Linked DNA regions of Canis lupus: region 1 is linked to region 2. Evidence: chromatin contacts called from public Hi-C data. All regions are on one chromosome and are shown on one strand. The core of a region is the stretch at or near the end of the contact, and the rest is flanking DNA. Distances in the headings are between cores, read along the strand shown.

The links. Hi-C and Micro-C count contacts between places; a contact is called where the count stands out from the background.
Region 1: a Hi-C map of blood shows a contact between it and region 2, with 5 times the contacts expected there. The contact joins the promoter of LOC477647 here to the promoter of YARS2 in region 2. A contact is called at or near these places in 3 of 9 Hi-C or Micro-C datasets (blood and liver).

The regions. Positions count from the first base shown.
Region 1 is chr27:31,451,912-31,454,611 of UU_Cfam_GSD_1.0, forward strand. LOC477647 (dol-P-Glc:Glc(2)Man(9)GlcNAc(2)-PP-Dol alpha-1,2-glucosyltransferase) reads left to right here and starts at 1,321. Exons shown (of 3, transcript XM_038576159.1): 1 at 1,321-1,660. The coding sequence starts at 1,478.
Region 2 is chr27:30,433,601-30,436,300 of UU_Cfam_GSD_1.0, forward strand. It overlaps YARS2 (tyrosine--tRNA ligase, mitochondrial), which reads right to left and starts at 1,445. Exons shown (of 6, transcript XR_005380019.1): 1 at 631-1,445.

The DNA.
Region 1 (2,700 bases), core at 71-2,570, 1.0 Mb after region 2:
CGTGTTGAAGGCCTTTTTTTTTTTTTTCTTCTTCTTCTTTTCTTTTGCTGACATTTGGGGTCTTATACCTTCAAGGTCCCTTGCCCGTGATATTAACAAATGCTTTGTGGTTAACTGTCTTATGCTAGGATGTTTTGCAGAAGTCATTTCTGCCAAGGCTGCAAACCAAAATGTTAGCGCGGTCCTCTCCAAGCTGCAAAACAGGATGTTGGTGCCGTTTTGTTTTTTGGTTTTTGTTTTTGTTTTTGTTTTTTTAAAGCTGTCCTGACTCCGTATTTTCTTGGCCCCGATTTCCTAACTGTCCAACTAATTCCTAAGCGGCGGGGCTACCAATACAAGTGCTGCATAATGCTAGTGCTTATTATCTAAAAATGAAGATAAAATACTGCGATAGAGATGTTAACAAGCACAATCAAACTTGAAGGCATAGAGCCCGCCTTCCTCTTATCTAAAAGGACCCAAATCCTGAGATGATTGCTTTCCCCAACCCCTGTAGAGTACTTCAATCCGGTTATCAGAGTGCGCTATGAATGCCGATGTCACTAAATCCCCTTTGAGAGTACCCACATTCTGCAAGTCTTTTTTCTTTTTCTTTTTTTTTTTTTTTAAGATTTCATTTATTTATTCATCAGAGACATAGAGAGGCAGAGGGAGAAGCAGGCCCCATGCAAGGAGCCGGACGTGGGACTCGATCCTGCGTCTCCAGGGTCACGCCCTGGGCCCAAGGCAGATGCTCAACCACTGAGCCACCCGGGCTGCCCTGAAAGAGTTCCTTTTTAACCTTAAAACAAAACAAAACAAAACAAAACAAAAAAACACTTGTAATTCGTGAGGTTCACCCAGCAGGATCATCACGTTTTAACCGGAAAGTATTAATCTTAGCTTCCATAACCAACGTTCCCCTCCCACCCGCCAAAGTTGCGGATATCAAATACTCTGCCATCGCAGATTGCAATTCAGATCACAGGACCAAAAAAAAAAAAAAAAAAATGGGGAGGAAACGGGCAAATTCTGAAAAGCTTCGTGATTGCAAACGCGGGGGAGGGCCGCCACCTCCTGGTCAGGAAGTGGAAACGAGCTGGAAAAAAAAAAAAAAAAAAAAAACCCACCGGGAAGCTGCGGGCTGGAAGCACTAGCCGCGAATGTGCGGCGCGCGTGGACCCCGAGGCCCGCCCCTCCTGGTGGCTCTGTCCACTCCGCGGCCTCCGCGCAACGTGATTGACAGGCCAGCAGCCCGGTCCGTTACCTAAACTCGTCACTCCGGAAACAGTGACCGGATTCCTCCGGAAGTTCGCTGGGGGGGCGGGGAGGGGGAAGGTCCGCGCTCTCCCAGCATCCTTTGCTTTCCGGCTATGCTCAGTCCCGTCCGGCCAGTCCCGCCTTGCGCGCCCATTTCGAGCCCGAGTTTCCAGCTCGGCTCTGCGGGCTCGGGGAGCCCCGAGCAGGTTTTCCGGGGCGCGGTTCCGGCGCGGTGGCTATGGGGACGGGCATGGCGCAGCTCGAGGGCTACTACTTTTCGGCTGCCCTGAGCTGCACCTTTCTGGTGTCCTGTCTCCTCTTCTCCGCCTTCAGCCGGGCGCTGCGAGAGCCCTACATGGACGAGATCTTCCACCTGCCGCAGGCGCAGCGCTACTGTGAGGGCCACTTCTCCCTCTCGCAGGTGGGGCGCGCGACCTGTCCCCACCCAGCACTTCTTCCTTCCACCCTTGTCCTTTGGTCCCTCCGCTCTAGCCTTTCAGCTCGGAAAGACGAAGGGAAGTGGGCAATCCGTTCGTTCCCGTGCCTGCCCACCTAGGGAGCGAACAGGAGCGCACCTGTGCCCCAGGAGGTCCTGCTCCGGGAGATGGACTCCTGGGAAACGATCTGCTTTACCGCAGGGTACAACCCAGGTACCCAGTCGGTGTCCCTGTCCTCGGCAGGCGATGGGAGAGTGACCTCTCCCAGGCTTTCGTGCCCGGTCCCCAGACGAGAGGCATCGGGCCACCGCTTGGAAATGTCCGAAAGCATCGCTGGAGTGCCCTGGTCAAGGGCCTCAGGGTCTATTTCGGGGGAACGGGCGGGGGGGGGGGGGGTGGAGCTTAATAAATGGGAGGTGCTTAGAACAATGCCCACTAGAGCCGTACGGACTCAATAGTAATTATAATAATTGTTTTTAACTCAAATGATTTAAGTGATGTAAATTGTGAGAGGGAGATAGATGTAAGATGTTAGGAGGACATTCAGCCATCAAGGAGTGGCAAGTGACATTAACTCCGTCCTGGGCGTTTACAGGGACTTTTTCCTCTTAATTGGATAGACTGGGGCCCGGGGAAACGGCATCACGTTTGAATATATCATTGGCTACGTAAATGTAAGACATCAAAAAATAAAGCAGAGGTACTAGTATCACCTGTACTCTTCCGGGAAGGCGATGTCGAATCGTGGTGGGAAGTATAAAGTCTGTAGTTGAAGGCCTGATTTTATTAGGCCTTTGCGTGTTTACGAGGACCTGCGACCCAGGGAATTAATTTTGATTAATTTCTGGTTACTCATTTGCGAACGACTGTTCTAACGGGATGTCCCGTAGGACGTTTTGCGGGGTTAAGTACAGAGGATTCGGCGTGATTCTTGGCTCAGTAGAGGTTACCTATCATCATAGAACCTGTGATTTGATCTCTCTGACTGCTTCTTTCTCAAAATAAAATAATAAAATAAAATAAA
Region 2 (2,700 bases), core at 195-2,694:
TTATTTGCCAAATTTTTGGAGTTGAAAAAAGTTTTGAGATGCCAACCCAAAAACTAACGCTAGCTTTACGGAACCTGCCAGAGCCAAAGCAGAAACTCCAAGGAGACAACACGGGGGCGTTCACGCTCCAACAACGAAAAAGCAGTTTCTCAAGTCAAAAAACACAGCGTTCCTCCGGGGAAGCCGGATCTGAATCCCGACGCGTGGTCTGCTGCCTGCTGAGCTCTAAGAATGCGTTCCAGGCCTAGTGCCGTCAAATGCAGCCCTTTAGCTCCCGGTAGCCAATCACATTAACAGCATTACAGGTGTAGTGGGGGTAAAACCCAAAAGGACGCGGAAAGGGCGTCGTTCCCTATTCCTGATAGTGGATTACAGGCTACTCGTGGGTGAATTATTTGGACACAAAATTTTGCCTGGGGCTGGATGCCCTTACCGGTTTTTTTTTTTTTTTTTTTTTTTAATTCATGAGACACACACACACAAAGAGGCAGAGACACAGGCAGAGGGAGAAGCAGGCTCCGTGCAGGGAGCCCGACGCGGGACTCGATCCCGGGACCCCAGGGTCACGCCCCGGGCCGAGCGCGGGCGCTGAACCGCAGAGCCACCCAGGGGGTCCCCGAAGGCGCTTACTTGTGGATAAACTCGTATCCGGACGTGATGTTGCCCAGCTGGTCGGACCCACCCAGCTGGACCCGGCATCCGTAATGCTGGAACAGATAGTAGAAGTCGTAAGCCTGGAGCACCTGGTATAAAAACTCGGCCAAGCTCATCCCGCCGGCGCTCTGCAGCCGGGCTTGCACGCTCGCGCGGCTCAGGAGCGTGCCCATGCGGAAGTGGCCGCCCACGGCCGCTAGGAAGTCCACCAGGTGCTGCCCCTGGTACCAGGCCGCGTTGTCCAGGACCGTGAAGCTTCCCCAGGGCCGCCCGTTGGCGAAGAGCCGCTGGTGATTAGCCGCCACGGCCTCGAGGCCTCGGCGGAGGGCGCGCGCGTTCCCCCGCACCTGCTCCGGCGCCAGCGCCTCGCGCTCCTTGGGGCGGCCGCTGGGGTCTCCGAGGCGCGCGGTGGCCCCCCCGACCAGGGCGATCACGTTGTGGCCCGCTCGCTGGAAGTGAAACAGGCCCAGCAGCGTCAGCAGGTGCCCCACGTGAAGCGAGTCGGCTGTGGGGTCGAAGCCGCAGTAGACGGTCTGGGGAAAGCTGCCCGAGCCGCGGTCCAAGAGCTCGGGCAGCTCTACCTTCGTCCCCTTCTCGGGGAAGAACTCCTTGAACAGACCCCGGGCCTTCTGCACCGCCAGCAACCCCTGAGCGCCCGAACGGGCCTCACGCTGTCCCAGGAGCAAGACTCCCGACACGCCCGGGGTCCCAAACCGCCGGCCCCGGGGAAAGCGCCGCAACATGGGGGCCGCCATGTTGGACTCGGCACGATGGGAATGCTGGGATATCAGAGCCCTCGCCACGCCCCTCGGCGCCAACCTCTTGCAGTTTCTACGGAAGCTACTTCCGTGTTTTTCTGCGCATGCCCGGGCGGGGCGGGGCGGGGCGGGGCGGTCACTTAGTTACGGAGCTTGAGTTCTCAGCAGTCGTTGGAGTTCTGACGACTCAAGCGAGGATTCCGCTTACCCTGCGGTCACCTTAAATCAGCTAAAATTTATTTCCTCATTCGTAACGTAGGTGTGTCTGTGATAATAGTTCCTATGCCAGGGGGCCCTTGTGGGGACTAAGAGAGCGCTTGGCACCTCTTAAGCCCTCTTACAAATGCTAGGTTTTGTTTAAATTTTCGGGTAAAAAAAAAAAAATTGTGATGCGCGGGTTCCTGTGGATTCTTGGTTCTATGCAAAAACTTGTTCAGAGAGGTGGCGATGGGTTGGAAATTGGTTTAACTGAATGGAGAGATACAAAGTTGGCGTTGGAACCCAAACTCCTAGTAGGGATTCCCCAAGGGGACGACAGCGCCTCAACCACGCGTACACATTAGCTTCTCCGGGAGGTGGCAGGCTTGTCCGAGCTATGCTGAGAGCGAGGTCAATACAATAAATGCAGAAAACCCCGTGTTTCGTTTATCCGTTTAACAATTACAGGTAACCAGGCGGGACACAGCTTTAGTGTAAGCGGGTTCTAATTAGTCATCACGTTGCCACAGCGTGACAGGTGCTATCGGTACTCCACTCACCAAGGATGGGGTTCTCCTTGCCAGTTGGCTAGCATGGAATCCAGCTCCAAGACCCGATTTTAGGGTCCATTTCTGGGACCACTTTCAACACTAACTGTGTAAGGTCGGGTTGGAGATCTGCGTGAAGGACTATGGGGTGTACACTTGGAACAACATCTGTACTAGAGTGATGGAGGCAGGGCTGGGCTGAGGGAGAGAGTGAACTGTCAACAGTTTGCAGTAGCAGCCTCAAATAGTCAATCCCACGGGGGCTCTGGAGCTAGGGTTTCCTTTCAGATTCATTCTAAGTTGAAACAAGGGGCAGGCCTTGTTTCTTGTCCAGCCATTCAATGTGGGATGCCCCTGCAGAGGAGGCAAAACCTTGGGCAAGGCTTTGGCAGAGAGCTAGATGCAGAAATGGTCTCAGCTGTGAACCATTAGCAACTTGATAAGCTCAGCAGCTGGGAGATTGAGTGCCCGGATCCTGAAGCAGGCATCTGGGCCATGGGCTAAATTATTCCCTACAGGACCTTTCCATTACATAACATTAT